Regions from separate parts of the Hordeum vulgare genome. Here region 1 is linked to region 2. A link is a contact called in public Hi-C data. All regions are on one chromosome and are shown on one strand. Each heading gives the region's core, a stretch centred on a gene start, on an enhancer-like site or on the middle of the called end of the contact. The rest is flanking DNA. Distances are from core to core; before and after follow the strand shown. Region 1 has its middle 50 kb from the start of LOC123403895. Region 2 has its middle 7.4 kb from the start of TRNAA-UGC.

Region 1 (5,489 bases), core at 1,665-4,164, 67 kb before region 2:
ATTTGTGGTTCTCGGGGAAGCAAATGTATGCCTCTATGAAAAGCGAATAGGTGATTCTGATGGAAGCACAATTTTTTCGCGCAAAAGAAGTCATAATTTTCTTTTCATTGCAGAAACCACACAAAAACCGAAAAGCCGAAAAAACCCATCTAAAACCCAAAAACCCATCGAAAAAACGAATTCAAAGGAAGTGCATGACATGTGATATGTGGCAGTGATTCGACACACGACTTACATGCTCTAAAAGTGACAAATAAAGGTCCCCCGCAAGGGGTAACCTTTAGCTAGTTGCTCTCGGCTTTGCTGGTGAGCCCTTGTCGTGTGCTGCTACATAAGTGTTTATTGAATTTGTCGGTGGTTAAGCTGGAACCTCCTTCTATTAGATGCCTATAGACGTCCAATGGTTGAGGACTCACAAGGGTTTAAAATCAAATAGGCCAAATACTGGTAGATGTATGGGTTGTTACTCGAGTATTATAGAACCTTTCTATAATTCATTTCAGCCCCTCTCAATTTCAATGGGTTGCCCCCCCCCCCCCCTAAACTAATCAAAATTAGCTGCCTTGTGCGCTCGTTGTGCAAATGGCCTTTATTTGATGTTTTTTCTTTGATTGTTCTACCGGTTTTCTTCTGGAAAAATTGGTTGTTAGATTTATCTTAGGATCGAAAATATTAAAGAACTTATTAAAAAAGTTTAATAAAGTATCATTTTTTCAAAATGCCCATTGTGCATAAAAAAAATGTTCACTCTATATTACAAAAAAATGTTGTAAAAAAATAATGCTCAATGTATAATATGGAAAAAGTTCAATGTGTATTTTATAAAAAATCACTATAAATTATAGAAAAACTCACGAGGCATTTAAAAATGTTCACAGTATAATAAATAATGTTCAATGTTTATTACTGAAAATCTCACTAAGAATTAAAAAATATTCATCATATATCAACATATGGAGAGCGTATATTAGCAAAAGTTAAACGCATATAAAGAATGTTAAATATCTAAATCAGAAATGTTCATAATATTTCAGGATAATGTTTTTTATAGTAAAAAATAAAAAAATAAAAAATGAGGAAAACCGAAGGAAAAAAACTGTATGATAAGATTATAACCCGAAAGAAATTTCAAAAGAAAGAAAGAAGAAAGAGAAAACACACATAAATCAGATTAAAATAAAAGGAACAATGAACTATCTCAACCAGAATAAAATCCCAAAAAGATAAAAAAATCAAACCAAAAATAAATTGGAAAGAAAGAAGAAAACAACTGTAAACCGAACAAACAGAAATACCAAATAAAACTGGAAAAGGTCAGGGAAACGCTTCAGGATAAAACGAAACATGAATTTGGATGCACGGTGACGAAGTGGGTGGACCCACCTCCATTAGTTGTGGTCGAAGCCACACCTATTTGACCCATGTAGGTATCAAATACTCCGTGTGCACCATAATATATAACGTTTTAGCATCTCAAATTGAACTGCTAAAACATCATGTATTATTGGTACGAAGGGTGTAGATCTGACCATTAAGCCAACTTCTTATACATATGGGTGTATTGAAGTAGAGTAATACTTGATCATATGGGCCCCAAAATTTGGGGTCCTTGTTCGGTTTGCCCCTCTCAATGTCCTTCATCAACAGGCTCACTTGCACGCCATCTGATCTCTGCAATATATAAAAGTATACGCGGGTTCATATGGAGCTGTGTGATCCTCTCCAACCAAAACTTGGTCTCCTGTTTTACACCTGTAGCATCGGCGGTTCCACGTAGATGACGTACAAGACCGTATCAGGTGCGAGGAATGCTCACTGAACCATGACGTCAAAGGGGGCGAGGGAGGAGGCGATTGACGTGCAATGGTAGACGCTAGACGGTTTAGTATGAGAAGATTGCCAAAATAAGAGGACATTGGTGAAGGTGACACAACATCATGTAAAGGCCGGACCGCCTCTTGAAGTTGAAACAAAGCCAAGCCTTGCGGCTTAGAGGGTAGCAACTCGGCATGTACAACAAAGTTGAAATATATGACCACATTAGTCTTGGTTATCGAGTCAGTCGTAGCAGAAACGATTAGAAATCACAAGAAATTGGGGAATGGTCTAATGTGTAGCCGGAGCTTGACGATGCTCGATACGAGGAGAGATGGTGGGAACATTGTTGGTAGTTGTAGTGCACTCGTTGTTTTCACACGCACCACAAGCTTGTTTTTGCAGTACAAATGGGACACGTACACATCACTAGACATAAAGGAGCGCACCTCGCTATAGCCACATTTTTCACTTATGAGTTAAGCTACTCTTGGGTTATTTACAATTGGTGGGGGAGGTGGAGTGCGGGGGTTGAACATTCTATGCATATCGTATTCTCTGTTTAAGGTGGAAAATACTAATCTGAATCCCACATGCGAAAAATTCATGTGACTTCACTTCATGTGCATTTTGGTGATTTTTCACTTTAGCAACGTGTGCATGTTATTTTTGGGTTTCTACCACATCACCATTTTTTCATTTTCTATTTTCATTTTTTTTCTTTAATAAATACATAAACATTTTTAAATGGATGGCCATTTTTTAAACACATAGAAAAATAAACAAACAAAATTTCATGAAATTCGAACAATATCCATAAATTCGAAATATATGAATGAATTAAAAATCAAAATATATAACAATTAAGGATAGCCAAAAGAAAACCAGATATATACAAAAGAGAAAAGAAACAGACAAAAGAATCTATGAAAATTCTGTCGAGAAAACAAAATCGGTGCAAATCGTGGGCGACCGATCTAGTCCACCCCATCGGCCCAGCTCTCTTTTTCTTCCACTGAAGACGTTCAATATAAGTGGTGGGCTGGTCTGTGATGAGTTTTTTTAGTGGGTGGTCCGTGACGGAGTTGTGTGGGACGAAAGCCGTGATGTAGAAACAGACCATCGGCCCACGCATCCGCTGCCCCACAGCCCATCAGCAAGGCAGCGGTATGAGCGCGTTTTTTTTTGAGTAATGCTACACCTACAAAGGCTTACGTAAAGATTTTATGTACAAACTGATGTGTAAGATTGTGATTGGTAATTAAGGGATGAGGGGTCCCATCCCCACTGAAAATCAGGGGGAAGAGAAGAGTTAGTTTGTGTGTTCGTTGTTGTTAAGAACATCTCCAACAGCCGCGCTTCGCGCCGCGCCTAAAAAACATTTTTGTCACGCGTCCATCGCCTGGTTTGACGTGTCGCGCAGCGCTGGCTCCAGCAGCAGCACTAAAGTGCAGCGCGCACGCCGCTCCAGCAGCGCACAAAAATGCAGCGTGCGCACAACATTTTCAATTACAAAATGGACAAAATAAAAGGATTGCATACAATAAAAAAGATACAAAGTTATTTTACATAGATTGCAACTAGATAGATAGTTCGAAAATATAGATAGATAGTTCGGTGCAAGTAGATAGATAGTTCGAAAACATAAAACTTTTATTAATCCCAGTCGCTTCAATCATCACCACCATCGTCATCGTCGTTGGTGTCGTCAGAGGTTGACAACCAGATGTCCAACCAACGGTTATTTTCTTCAGTGAAGAAGGACCTCCCGCCTGCTGCGACGATGTCGGCTTGCGCACTCGCCAATGCCTTCCGCCGACGCCTGTCCAACCGCTCCTCGCGGCGCCGGCGCGTGTCCTCCTCGCGGCGTCTTGCCCAATAATCCTGCTCGTAGGCGACGTCCTCCGGGTGACGCCGGCGCCACTTCGTCATGACCCGCTCGTCCTCCTCGGCGACGAGAAGGCGACGCTGCCGCGCAGTGTGCTCCGCACGGTCTTGTGCGGAGTTTAGACGAGGCGGGGGGGCGACGTCCAGCGCCTGCTGGAGCGTGTGGACGTCCTGAAAGTTCATTTGACGGCGCGGCCTGTCTAGGCGCCACGCCGTCGCGTCGAACGCGCGGGCGGCCTCGTGCGCCGTGTCGTACGTGCCGAGGCTGAGCCGGAGATCGCCGGAGCGTATCTCGGCGTAGAACCCGCCGTTGGGGCGTTGGCGGACGCCGCGGTAGCCCAACGCAGAACGGCGGCACGGCGGCATAGTGGCGCGTCGGGGGCGGTGGCGCTGGGGCGGTGACGACGCGCGAGGTAGAGGATGAGAGAGCGGTGGCGGCGCGCGAGGGAGCGGTGGAGAGCGCTGCGTTTTATAGGCGCGCGGGAAGCGGCGCGGCAAAACTGACGCGCGAGCTGCCGTCTTTTCACGCACGCGCACAAGCGGTTCCTGCGTGCGTTTTTCCCGCCGCCGCTGGAACGCGTCAAACTGTACCGCACGCGTAAAAATAGCCGTTTACCGCGCGCGCGTCTTTTTACGCCACTGTTGGAGATGCTCGGCACGCCACATACGACTGAATACTGCACCGGAGTGCGACCGTCCACTTGCCAGCCCCAGCAAATCTGGGGATTGCCTGAGCGTTGGCCATTAAACCTGTAGGGGATTTCTAGCTCTGTACGGTGTCTGATACATACATGAGCCAACGGGAGAGACGGCCAAACTAACCGATACACGAGCATTTGTCACGTTGGTGTGAACAGTCATATTCTCCTCGTCCTACAGCGGCTGACGGGACAAGAACCTGAACAAGGATATACTACTACAAATTAGAAAGTGAAGTGAGCTAAAACGGCCCACCGATTTCGTGCTGGGCCAAAATCTTCACCTGCTTGCTGGTAAGAAACTCAGAGACAAGACTGGTCCGAAGCTCTGAACGTGCCAAAAGGCACACCATTGGATTAGTCTGCAGGCTGCTTCTCACCAGTATTTATTGCGCTTTTTCAGTTATCCCTGTCACAAGCATTAATTTTAAACACTGTCATTTTCATCCCCTATACCTAAATCAGGGTCGTCGATCGTGGTTTATCTCGAATAGCTCACCGTAGCACAGTGCTGTAGTATCGTGTGCTCATACAGTACAGTACAATACAGTTGTGGGTGGCGACTTTTCCGCCCCACGGCCGCGATGAGTTCGAGGCAGCGAGGCCTACACTAGACAGGGTAGAGGCATGTTCGGACGTCTGGGAGCGGGTCGATCGAAGGACGAGCCAGATGTGGAACGGACTTTGGGAGGTGGAGCCATGGGTCTATCCTCCGGAACCCGGTTCCCAGTTCCCGGCACGTCTAGCCGTAGCCGGTAGCTGGTGCCCACCTGGGCCGCCGGTCATAAAAAGCGGGGTACTAATTTCGTGTTTTGACCTTTGTCTTAAAATAAATCAAGATCTGACTTTCATTTACAAATTTTCGAAAATCTGCCTACTTTTATATCGTCAAAGACTATAAGGCCGGTCATAGTGGGGTATCATAGCTAGTAACAGAGTCTTGGAACTAGCAAACATGGTGATGTGACAAGTAATTAAAGAGGAGAGAGGGGATTAGAGTAACATAGGTAGATACCGTAACATGTTAGAGCAAGTACAATAAGGTACAGTCAGCAGGCTGTAAGGATTAAAATACTATATTTTTGATGA
Region 2 (5,549 bases), core at 2,679-5,178:
GGGGGGGGGAGGGAGACGGCGGGAAGTGGGAGGGTTTGGGGGGAAATGGCGCCAAAAGGGGCGAGGGGGTTACTTTGTGTCACCGACTGGTGGGCCAGGGGCGGACGAGCGCGCGTTCCGCCCGTTTCACCGCAAAATCAGCGCAAAGTTAGGCCGGAATGTGTCGAAAACGGACACAAAACGGACAAATGTCTGTTTGCTCCCGCGCGTTGGGCCGTCTGTTTTATCCATTTTGCTACATGAAAAGGATGAGGTCGCGCGGTGGAGTTGGCCTAAGCTTTCTCACACGAGAGGTTTTTTCATTTTGAAGATGGGATGGGAGTAGTTCACACTTGACATGGTGACGACGGACGAAGTGAAGAGTCATGGTTCTTCACCATCATGGGAGAAAGAAGGGAGCTGGGTAGCAACTTGCAAGGACAAGACATGGGATTGGTGGTTGTTACTCAAGAGAAGAAAGTGAGAACCTGCCCTGCCTCTTTTCCATCGGCCCATCCAATCCATCTATTTCCTCCGTGAGCTCCGGGCCTTTCTGGTGTCACAAATCGCCAAGAAGTGCTCTAGATCGCAGGTGGATCAGACGTGGGCACCAGTGAGAAACGCTGGCTACAGTCCCGGCTGCATTGTCTCGTCCTGTCACATCCCTCTTGGCGCGGCTACTCAAGTCAGCCGCTCCCGATGACGTGAGGAGCAGGAGCGCCAGGTCCGTGCTTGATAAGATCACAATCACAAATTCACTATACGGAGTAACCGCAATCCGTTTTAAGAAAAGATTGTCATGCGCTGCTGTATTGGGCACCAGTCCACTCGGTATGAAATTATCATGAAAGCAAACGTTGTTTGTTCAGCCATTCCCAGAAAGCATCATGTGCCCAGCGGTGACCCTTTCGATCATTGCTTCACTTGGGTAGATAAGACGAATCATGTGCTCGCGTATATACGTCTCCATTTGCGATCGACCAAAGGAGGAACATGTCCCAAAACGGAACAATTTCTTGGGCGGTGATATGTATCACTTGACGTGAACATGTCAGAGAAGAGAACAATTTCTTTTCTCTTCACGATTACTCCAGCTCTCTTATTTCTTCTTGATCAATAGACCGAGCTGACCGAGCTGGTTTCTCCTGTTTGTTGTGGTACTCTCATTTGTGCTGTAATAACTATGTAACAACTAACGTAGGGAGAAAACGAAGGTGTGCTCAAGAAATAATTTGGATAGGAGGGAGTAACAATTATTGGACAGAAAAAATTAGTCCATCGTCAACATTTTTTTCCTGTAGAAATCATTTATTTAGCGGTTGATCTCATTATATTTTTCAACAAAATTAATTTCTGGCACAAACCTTCCTGATGTTTCCGGCCGTTTTATTTTCTTGTTTTAGGAAACTACAAAAATGTTCCTCAATCGGGTTTTATCATGTTATTTTCCTTTTTTTATTTTTCCCTGTTCTTTTTTTGTTTATCTTTCTTTACGTTTTTCCTTATTATGTTTCTTTTTTCCTTTTTGTTCCTTTTTAATTTTCTCTCATTTTCATATTCTTTTTCCATTTCCCCCACTTTTTCTTTATGTTTATATTTATTTTCCTTTTGCGTTTTCTATCTTTTCCATTCCTTTTTTTAAAAGTAAAGCAAAGTGCTCCTCGCCTAGAATTTCAAAAAGATGTTCTCTTCTACAAAATTTGTTCACATTTTTCAAAAAATGTTCAGGAATTTAAAAAATAATCTCATATCCAAAGTTTTGTTTAAGAATTTCAAAAAATGTCCGTTTTTAAGAAAATGCTATCATTTTAAAAAAAGTCACAATTTAAAATTTTTATTCAAGAATTCAAAAAAGGCCCTGTTCTTTTAAAATTTGTTCACAATTTTATTTCATAGTTTAAAAAAAAATTCACAATTCAGAAAATGTTCACTTTTTCAAAATTTGGTCAAAATAAAATATGCTGGCAGTTCCAATCTTCTGTTCGGAATTTGATGACAAGTTCCATTTTCAATTTATGTTAATAAATTTTAAAAATGTCCGTAGTTATAATTTTGTTCGGGATTTCATGAAATGTTCCGTTTTCAAATATTTGCTCGAAAATTCTAGAACTGTTTGTGGTTTCAAAAAAATTCAAAAATATTTGTTGAAAATGTGTTTAGAAATTCAAAAAATGGTTGCACATTTTCGAAATAAACTCTTTCAAAATAAGTACACTTTTTTCCAAATCACCTTCACAAACTTTGTTCTTGTTTTTCAATATGTTCACAAAGTTTACAAAATCTGCTTTAAGTTTCAAATTTTGTTCACAATTCCTAAAAACTGTTTTTGCATTTTTCTAAATGTGTTCAATTTTCAAAAATCTGTATGCCACACTACACATACGGAAAATAACATTCAACGGGAGATATACCGCAATAGTAATTTCTTAAATACTGTAACGATGCGTTATTGTTCACATGTAGCGACTTGCTCTGTTGGCTAGCAACACTTGTGGTAGAAATTGACATCACGGGTCCGATTCCTCCCTGCTTGACTTCTATTTTTGCGATGTTTACTGACGTAGACACACCTCGCGCTGCCTATCAATGGGTCAGCCCGGCCGCACACCTTTTGTGGGTCGCGCTGGTTATTCGCTCGAAAATGCGGCACATAGAAAGTCCCATGATCCATATTGGGCTTTCAAAGTAAAAGCGCAGGCTCAACTAAATATGGCCTACAAAATAGAGGGGCCGAATATGATCCACACTGGGATTTGAAAGTAAGTCTCAAATAAAAGAGGAGATTATGCCTCAGAGGAAATTGGGTGCAAAAAAAGAAAAAATGAGAAACTATCTAAAGAGCGCTTCTTCGGGAGCCTGTGAAGGATCACTCTCAGGAGTTGCCACTTGGTGCGTTTTGAGTCGTTATTTTGTGTCACGCTCTGAGTGTACCCTTTAGTTTTTTTAATTTTTTTTTGCACATGTCTTCTGTTTTTTAGTTGTTTTTTTCTTGTTTTTTTCCGTGTTTCGATTTTCCACAAGCCTTCTTTAGATTTTGGTAAAAATAATCAACAATATTTTTGCTCAAAAAACACGTTCTTTTTTTCTTCCTCGTGCGGCACAATGCTTCTTGGAAATGGAAAAAAGAAATATCTTTTTTCCTTCCTCAACCACACGATTTTGCTTCTGTGAGAGGTACACATGTTTATTTCGAAAACAATTTTTTTGAATTCCTCGGGGGATATGGTTATGCTTTCGCAAGAGGCACGGTTATGCTTCAGAAACGACAAAAACTCATTTTTTTTTCTGTGAAAGGCACGGTTTTTTCATGAAAGAAATAGTTCGTAAAAATTTATCGACATGTGGTCTAGTTTTAAACGTCTCGATGCAAGAAGTCCAACGTTGAAAATGGTTTATGATTTGAACGCATTTTTTAAGAGATAAAACATTTCGAAATAATGGATTCACGAAAAAGGAAAAACTTCCAGGTTGCGTGAAGTGGCATAATGCAGTGCGCCACTTCTCGCATTCTGGGGAGGTGGAAGTGACCTTTAAATGAGGTACTCCTCAATTAATGATTTGAAAAAAGAAACTCACAGAAAATGACACAAGAATAAAGCAGCCGAATATGATCCACACTGGGCTTTCAAAGTAAAAGCGCAAGCCCAACGCAGTTGTGTTAGAAAAATAGAAGGGTCAAATATGATCCATACTGGGCTTTCAAAGTAAAAGCATATGCCCGACTTAAGATAGGCAAGAAAATATAGGGACCGAATATGATCCACACCGGGGAGATGAAAATGACACATGAATAAAGCGAACAAATATGGTCCACACTGGACTTTGAAAGTAAATGCATAGGCCCAACTACAGATAGGTTAGAAAAAATAGAGGAGCCGGACATAATCCACAGTGGGATTTCCATGTAAAAAAGCGCAGGCTCAACTAGAGATGGACTAGAAAATAGAGGGTCCGAATACAAGGACTTCCTATCTACCGCATTATGCGGCAGAATATCGCGGCCACGCACAGGGTAGTCCTCCGACTAGGCCGGCCAAAGAAGGAGCTCCGTACGGAGTAAAAAATAAAAAATGCTATGGGTTACTCAGATTTGATCTCACGATCATGCCAGAGTAGACACAGGTAGCTAGCCACTCCGGCCAAACAGAGTTCGTGGTGTATACGTGACCCTAATATTGTAGAATTACCTACACCTGCAGAATGGATTGATTTTCCTTTTATTTTTAGTTTCTTAAAATTCTTTAAAAAATTCTAGACGTTTTTGAAAAACACGAATTAATTTTGAAAATTTATGGTAAATTTTCGAATTTGTAACCAATTTTAAAAGCAGGAACAATTTGTGAAGCTGTGAACAAATTTTATGTAAAGGGTTATTCTCAAAAATAACAAGACCAGTTTCGATAAACAATAACATATTTTTAAAACATGTGAACAATTTTAGAATTTGAATTTTATTTCTTTAACAAATATTGAAACATCGAACGTATTTTTAAGTTCAAACAGTTTTGGGCAATCACAAACAAGTTTTGGAACAACTGGGAATAATTGGTGAAATTCATTAGACATTTCGGAAAACACAAACTTTTTTTACATTCGTGAACTAATCTTGAAAATGATACGTTTTATATAATTTCAAACAATTTTTGATAATCAAGAACAAGTTTTTATAAAAAAACGTGAACACTTCTTGAACGGAACATTTTTAAAATTTGTAAACAAAATGTGAAAACGGGAACATTCTTTAAATTTGTTAATAAATTTTGAAAACGGAATATTTATTAAGTGTGAACAGCTTATGAAGTTGTGATTTTTTTTGAATAAAGGGACATTTCTAAAAACTACACAACCTATTTTGATAAACACTGGAATGTTTTTAAACTATGTGAACAATTGTCGAATTTATGAACAAAATTTGAGAAAACAATCATTTTTAAAACTGTTGAACAAATAGTGAAAGATGGATTTAAAAAAAAATAATATTCTGAACAATTTTGGGCAATCAGCAATAAGTTTTAGAAAAATGGGAATAATTAGTGAATTTTGTTAAAAATTTCGGAAAAGACAAACTTTTTTGAGATTTATGAACTAATCTTGATAGTGGTACATTTTTTTAAGTTTCAAATATTTTTCGACAATCAATAACTAGTTTTTTTAAATTGTAGCATGTTTTGGAAAAAGATTTTTTTTTAATCAAGAACAAGTTTTGGAAAAAGAAACAATTTTTGATAATCAAGAACAAGTTTTTCTAAAAAACGTGAACACTTCTTGAACGGAACATTTTTTAAATTTGTGAACAAATTTTGAAAACAGGATTTTTTTTTAAATTTGTTAATAAATTTTGAAAACGGGAACATTTATTAAGTGTGAACAGTTTATGAAGTTGTGATTTTTTTTAATAAAGGGACATTTGTAAAAACTACACGACCTATTTTGATAAACACTGGAATGTTTTTAAACTATGTGAATAATTTTCGAATTTGTGATTTTTTTTGAGAAAATAATCATTTTAAAAATTGTTGAAAAAATCGTGAAAGATGGATTTTTTAAAAACAAATTCTGAACAATTTTGG

What was found. Hi-C and Micro-C count contacts between places; a contact is called where the count stands out from the background.
Region 1: a Hi-C map of leaf shows a contact between it and region 2, with 6 times the contacts expected there. The contact joins two enhancer-like sites. A contact is called at or near these places in 4 of 6 Hi-C or Micro-C datasets (leaf and seedling).

Annotation. Positions count from the first base shown.
Region 1 is chr6H:388,272,441-388,277,929 of MorexV3_pseudomolecules_assembly, reverse strand. No RefSeq gene overlaps it. Among protein-coding and RNA genes, the nearest start is that of LOC123403895, 50 kb to the right of the region's middle. Within about 2 kb of position 2,914, at least 3 of the 3 cell types and tissues checked have open chromatin away from gene starts, as enhancers often do. A contact at or near this core is called in leaf, where this site is marked.
Region 2 is chr6H:388,206,355-388,211,903 of MorexV3_pseudomolecules_assembly, reverse strand. No RefSeq gene overlaps it. Among protein-coding and RNA genes, the nearest start is that of TRNAA-UGC, 7.4 kb to the right of the region's middle. Within about 2 kb of position 3,928, at least 2 of the 3 cell types and tissues checked have open chromatin away from gene starts, as enhancers often do. A contact at or near this core is called in leaf, where this site is marked.